2 separate regions of the Rattus norvegicus genome follow, and region 2 is linked to region 1. Evidence: chromatin contacts called from public Hi-C data. All regions are on one chromosome and are shown on one strand. The core of a region is the stretch at or near the end of the contact, and the rest is flanking DNA. Distances in the headings are between cores, read along the strand shown.

Region 1 (3,442 bases), core at 311-2,810:
GTTACTGCAGGAGAGTCAGGACCCTTCATCCCAACACTTCTACACACAGATAAAACACAAAGCCCTTGAAACAAAGATCTTGGAACCCTAGCTCTCAAGACAGGAGCAGACTGATCTCTGCAAGTTCCAGAAAGCCAGAGCTCTAACATGAGATGCTGGAGAAATGGCTCAGAGCACTTGCAAAGGAACTATGTTCAATTTCCAACACCCACAAAGCAGCAGACCATGGTCTAACTCTAGTTCCGGGAACTTCAATGCCTTCTCTAGAAGCGTGTGATGATGCACGGAGGTACACACTCAAATAAATTAAAAAATAAAAGTTCCAGCAACAGTGAGGTCCTGTCTCAAGTAAATGGTAACATCTTGTTCCCTTGCATGTATTACTGTCAATTCTAAGTAGCACAAGAACTTGCTGTGTAGTCTAGATTAGCCTCAAGGCAATCTTTCTGACTCAGACACCCCCGGGGTGGGGGGGATTGTCACAACGTCTGCTTCCTTTGGAAACAGCTTACCCTGTAGCTCAGATTTGCAGCAAATTCACAACGTTCCTAATTCAGCCTCCCAAGTGGAGGTGTGAGCCCCAGTACACTGCTCTCAACAAGTTTTGGTCTTAGTAAAAAAGCAGCAGAAACTATAGTGTGTGTGTGGGAGGGGGTGAGGGGAAGGAGTTACGTGTATATTTTTAAAAGCTTTTCCACTTAAGTCAAGGACGAATCTCAAGTCTTTAACTCCCAATGGCAACAGGAACAGGAAACAAACCACCCCGTTTAACTTCGTGACAACAATTCAGTAGAAAGGTCTCTAGATGTTGGTGCCACCAGGTTGACGTGACTGCTCCATCCTCCCAGCTATGCTGTAACACCTTACAAAGAAGTTCCTACGCACTAGTACCAGAAAGGTTCAACTTTGGGTAAGCACCGAGCTTGCGGCTGGGAAAGGGAATCGACACTTGGGCAATTTTCATTCCCATCGCGACCGCCGCCCCCCGCCCCCGTCTGCAGCATTCCGGCGCTGTGCAGGCGGCCGGCCGGGAGGGGCTGCGGCAGACGTGCTAGAAGCTTCTGTGCTAGCGGCGCACCCAGAGCTCCTCCTCCCGTCTGAGGCCGCCGATTAGAGAGAAGGTGGAGGAGGCAGCGCCGCCGCGGGATCCCCGGACCATCTGTCCCCCGCCGAAGCCTCAGAGAGGCCCCGAGTGCCTCGGTTTCCTCGCCTGTCAAACGGCGGGTCACCCGGGCCGCGCGCACGCGTACCTTCCTCTCCATAGCGGTCGAAAATCTCGCGCTTGCGCGGGTCGCTGAGCACGTCGTAGGCCTCGGCGATCTCCTTGAACTTCTCCTCGGCGCCGGGCTCCTTGTTCTTGTCCGGGTGGTAGCGCAGCGCCTGGCGGCGGTAGGCCCGCTTGATCTCGTCGTCGGACGCGCCGCGGGCCAGGCCCAGCGTCTGGTAGTAGTCCTTGCCCATGGCCACCGCCGCCCAGCTGTCGCCGCCTCCGGCTCCGCTGCTGCCCCGTCCCGGACTCTATATACCCGTCCGGCGGAAGCTTCCAGATCCCGCCAGCCCTCCAGAACCTTCCGCCCCTCCCGATGCGTCGCCCCACACCGGCCAATCGCTGCAGCCCGCTGCGTGACGCAGCTCATCTGGGGTGGGACCCGGCGGCCAACGGCTTTCCGCGCGGGGCCACGCCCCTTCTCTCTCTCCCCTGGTCAACGCCTTCCTCGGACGCGCGCGCCGGCTGCCGAGGTCCCGCCTTCGCGGCGGATCCAGCCAATCGCGACCCGCTCTCCCTGATGACGCGAGGGGGCGGGCTACAGAGGCGGCCCTCCCGGATGGCCGCACCCTTTCCCCAGGTGATCGCCGCTGGGCGGTTCTGATGCGTGACTTATGGTAGCTACCTGATGTGTAACTCCAAGTCTTCCTGCTTCAACCCAGGGATAAAAATACGCACCCCGCCCTCTTCTGCCCGTAACCCTTTGTCTTCCCGTACAGGCCGTTACTGTAAAGCGAGGTGAGGCTGGTCTGCCTTGGGATTGCCCCAGTCGGGCTGGGTTATTTTACTTCCTACTAATTCCTATTGGAATTAGCTGGTTTCTTGGCGTTCTTGGTGTCACTTCCTTTGCAGAGAGTGAAATCTTTTTAAGATCCACTAGGTGCTTCGTAAATATTTCCAAATACTTTGACATAGATGTTTTTTGCTTTGGCTTCGTAAGCCTGGGATGATACGGTCAAGGACACTGCTGAGTGAGGAAGAGGACAGAGCTTCTGATATTGGAAGCTGGAGGAGTCAGTGGTGGTTCTTGCAGGGAATTGCCTGGAAGACAGTGCATGAAAGGCTGACAGTAATCCTAGCACTTTCTGGCTGTGTGACTTTGTGCTGGTAAAGTAGCCATTCTGGTCTCAGTGTGCTCATCTGTATAATGGGAATGGTCGCTGTATTATGGTTAAGTTGACATTATCCAGCATTTGTGAAAGTGCCGTAGACAGACAAGGTACAAAGGAGGTGTTCTTGAAAGGGATGATTAATCATCTTGTTTAGTGGACAACTGTTGACACTCACTTTCTGGCAGCCCTGCAGCATGAGAGTCTGATAACCCTTGCCTTAGGCACCCCTGAGAAAAACAACCTTAGCCATCCCATGATGGTATAGCTGTGTGTGTTTTGATTTCCCTGACCGTACTGACCCTGTGAAAGCTGAACCAGTTGAGTCCTCCTTCCCCCAAGATGGATTTGGGGCTAGGAAACCCATTAGCTTATCAGAGAGGGTGTCCCGAACCAGTCACTTGGAGAGAACGTGTCTTTAAAGATACCGAGATATGAAGAGCCTATCCTGGCACAGTGACTTGTTCCTGTAATCCCCGTGCCAGGATGCTGCTATAGGAGGAACTCCCATGTGAGGCCAGCCTGACTTCAAAATGGGTGAATAGAAATCAAAAGTATATAATGAACAGAAGAGGGGCCCAAGGGAGAGCACAGGGCATGGGAGTTCTTTACAGTGTGTTTTTTTTTTTTTTTTCTTTTTTTCAGAGCTGGGGACAGAACGCAGGGCCTTGCGCTTGCTAGGCAAGAGCTCTACCACTGAGCTAAATCCCCAACCCCTACAGTGTGGTTTTAATGGAGAAGTGCAGGCATGCCTATGGGTGGGCCTATCTGGGTTTTACTAAGGTCTCTTACCATCTGGGGGTCTTGTTCCCCACATTGTGCAAGGGAAATCTTTGTTTGGGGACAGTCTCACAGCTGAGAACTCTAGCTCTTTAAGTAAGGCTGAAGTTTATGAGGCTTATTCATGATGGTGTTGTTATTATTATTATTATTACTATTATTATTATTATTAATGCACATTCTCACCCTCTAACCTACAGTGGTCTTGGATACATTATGTAGCCCAAGCTGGCCTTGAACTCCAGATTCTCCTGCCTCAGTGTCTTTAGTGTCCAGCTGACAAGCA
Region 2 (3,510 bases), core at 230-2,729, 160 kb after region 1:
AAAATGAAGGGGTTGGAGAGATAGCTCAGCAGTTAAGAGCACTGGCTGCTTTTCCAGAAAACCCAGGTTCAATTTCCAGCCCCACATGGCATCTCACAACTTTCAGTGACTCCAGTTCCAGGAGATCCAATACTCTTGTCTGACTTCCTCAGGCAGGTACCCAAGTGTTTCAGAGAAATACATACAAGTAAAATACACATACAATAAAAAAAAATAAAACAAAACAAAACAAAAAAGCCCAGTTCTATGACCAGCGCATTCGCATTTGAAAAGAAAGTGTGTTCTTCACTACTTTGGAAAATGCCGTAGTTTTTTGACTATTGCCCCTATTCATTCTCTCTGTTACTTTGTTGGCACTCCTCTTAGAGTTACCTGGGATTTCCCTCTCTTCTTGTATTCATTGTATTCTTCCCTCAAACCCGAGTAGTAGTGTGAGCCAAATATATTCGTCTCAAACACCAAATGGAAGATACTTTATTTATAAAGGATTACGGTGACGGTTAGCAAGTCCTACTAAGTGGGGGAAGAGACACCTGGGAGCTGTAGAAATGGCTCAGCAGTTAACAGCACTTACTGCTCTTGCACGGGAAGCTATGTTGGGGGTCTTAGCATCCTTATCAGGTGGTTCACAACCCTCTGTAACCCCAATTCCAGAGATCTGATTCCCTCTTCTAGCATCTTCAGGCACCTTGCACACGCGTGCACACACGCCGCCACATATTCATGCAATTAAAAATAAAATCTTATATAAAAAAGAAAAGCCAGGAAGAAAGTATTTGTAAGCTCGCCTCTGCAGCTCAGAAAGTGGGAATATACTGTGCTTTGCAGGTGGGGATATACTGTGGTCACTGACCACTAACAGCAAGATACTTTTGTTTCAAAGGTTAGGTTATAATAAAGTGTCGCGAAAACTATCTGGCAACCCATTGTACATGTACACTTGAGTAAGAAACACAATTTTAATTAAGCCTTGGTTTTTCTGCGCCTGAGATCAGGCGACTGTTGCTCTAAGGGATCATGAAGTGGTCGGGTGAACGGTAAGTTAAAAAAATTGTCTAGAATATGGGGTACGGAGAGGAACATCCATTAGTGGTATACACTTTGTGCGTTTTCTAATCTTAGAAATAGGGATGGTGGGCTTTTAGTATTGAGGGACAGCCGATGACACTGCTCTGCTCACTCCGTTCTTAAAGGTGAAGTGACTTCCAACCTCACTTTCCAGGATCCCGGCGAGACAAAAGATCTGCAGCGAGAGCCTCTTTCTTTGGCGCGTCTTCTCTTCTGCGTCGTGATTGGTTGCTGCCTTTTTAGGACACGCCCAACACGCCTGATTGGGCGTCAATGCCCTTTTGTTAGGGCAAAGGTGGACCCCGGTGCTCTGCCAAGGGCTAGTCGCGGCGTCCAGCAGCAAGTGCGCAGGCGTGCAATCTCGAGTAAGGATTGGTGGGAGTCCGCCTCCTCGCTCGGCGCACGCTCCGTGGGCGGGAAGGGCGGGGCTGATGCTGTCAGTTGGTCGGAGAGCCGCGGCCTGAGGCGTCCTACCTATCCCGCCTTTTCCCGGCGCCTCAAACGCAAGGTGAGGCGACCCAGGCCGGCGAGGGCTCCGGCCGGGAGACCTCCGAGTCCCTGAGGGGCGGGGCGGGATGGAACGGGTCCCGGGCGGCTGACTGGATCGCGGGGCCGCGAGGCCCGACGCCCCGCCGAGCGCTGCGCAGCCGCCTTCCCGGCCACACGCCCTGGGCTCCGTGGGAAGAGCCTGACGTTGCCGAACAGGGACGGCGTCGGGGCGCGATGGGACCTGGTGGTGGGAGTCGACGCTCTGCAGTCTGAGCTACCTTCCAGCTCGCCGCAATCCTCCTGCTTCAGCCTCTGGAGTGCTAGGATTGGTTTACAGGCGTGGTGGCCTATGCCTGTCTGGGGTGGGACGTCTTTGCTAGAACCTGGGTTTGTTTCTTTGTCAGCTTTTCTCAAGCGTCCTGCGGAACAAATATTGAAGAGTAAGGTTTTGGAAGGAGGAATCATAGGTTCTGGAAAACCAAGATTTCTGTTACACCATCAGAGACTGGTGTCGTAATAGCCGTAAGGACAGAGATCCCCAAACCGTTATTCATTTTTGAGACTCAAAGCTGTGCGTAGGAATCCTAGTTTCTCTGTGCTCCAGTGATTAAACTTAAGTTTGAAATCTTTATTGACGATGTAGTTCGTCAATCGATTTCCATCGGTTTTGAAACCTCCAAAATGTCAAAGGAGAACATGAACGGATAGAAACAGATCACAATGGAGTGGATGCAGCTCGAAGCAGATAAAATTTTATATTTGTTTACTTTGTGGAAACGCCACGGGAGTCGAGTTTTTCCAACTCAGGTTAGGACCGTAATTATATTTTTGGTTGTGAGCCTAGCCTTTAACGGCTGAGCCATCTCTCCAGCCCAGGACCGTAATTATGTCTTGGGTATGAAACATGAGACAAGGCCTCTGTCTGGCCTTTATAAGGCCTAATTAGTACCACATCTGTGAATTGCATTTTCTTTCTGTTTCGGTAAAACTGTGTCTGTAAAGTGTTTAGTGCATGACTAGTGCATTGGACTTTCCATTTTTAAAAACTGTTTCTGATGAGTGGGTGACAGGTGGAAAACATCAGTTGCAGGTTCAGAGATGTCTGGTGGTTGAGTTTGGATGGATATTAGGGAAATGTCAAACTCATTTCTGAGAGTTTAAGGCAAGCCTAGGTGCCATGATGAGAAAGACAGACTAGATATTGACTGTACCCTTGACTCTGGATGCATACTGTGCTGTGAATTAAGCTGCTTTCAGATTAGGCCTGAGTTCTAATATGAGGCCTTCAGCCACATGGGTTTTTTAAAAGTTTCTTCTGTGGTCCAAACAAGTGAGTGGTGATGAAAAGGTCCATTAACATCTGTTGAATACTTACTAAGTACGCAAACACATAATTGAATGTATTAAATTCTCAGAACAAACCCGTGAAATGCAGTTAATAGTTCCATTTTGTGGATGAGGATACTGAGGCTGAGACTTTTAAACGTGACCAAATTTCAGAGCCTTAATGGAGAGTGAGGATTTTTAAATCACTGTGAGTCTTCTGAAGGAGTCTTAGAAGGTACAGTGTGAACATGTGAGGGTAATTTAGATTAAACCTGGACTAGCATTTGTCATATCCCTGAAGCCTTACTATCTCTTCTACCCTTTCTGCATTCTGGATTTAAGTTATAAAAGGTTCTCATTCACTAACAAGCTAGATACACACAGGCAGTGAGACTTCTTGTGATTTTCAAAGAAAAGTCTTTTAAAGCGCTGACATAGAGATCTCAGAGAATAATGCCTCTTTCAGAGCCAGGGTGGCTGGTAAGTTACAAAATAATTGTGTAAGGTTGTGTGAGCACACGTGTGCTGCATTTAGTGAACCCACAAATTACAGGCTTGGCAGTGCGCATGTGTTTGGGAGATGGAGGTAAGACCTCTGGAGCTTGCTCACAAACACTGATTGAACCG

Evidence for each region. Hi-C and Micro-C count contacts between places; a contact is called where the count stands out from the background.
Region 2: a contact with region 1 is called in a Hi-C map of hepatocytes, with 2.2 times the contacts expected there. The contact joins the promoter of Scoc here to the promoter of Dnajb1 in region 1.

What each region holds. Positions count from the first base shown.
Region 1 is chr19:41,429,581-41,433,022 of GRCr8, forward strand. Dnajb1 (DnaJ heat shock protein family (Hsp40) member B1) reads right to left here and starts at 1,561. Exons shown (of 3, transcript NM_001395149.1): 1 at 1,251-1,561. The coding sequence starts at 1,461. It also overlaps a transcript of Tecr not described here.
Region 2 is chr19:41,586,168-41,589,677 of GRCr8, forward strand. It overlaps Scoc (short coiled-coil protein), which reads left to right and starts at 1,480. Exons shown (of 4, transcript NM_001393861.1): 1 at 1,480-1,576.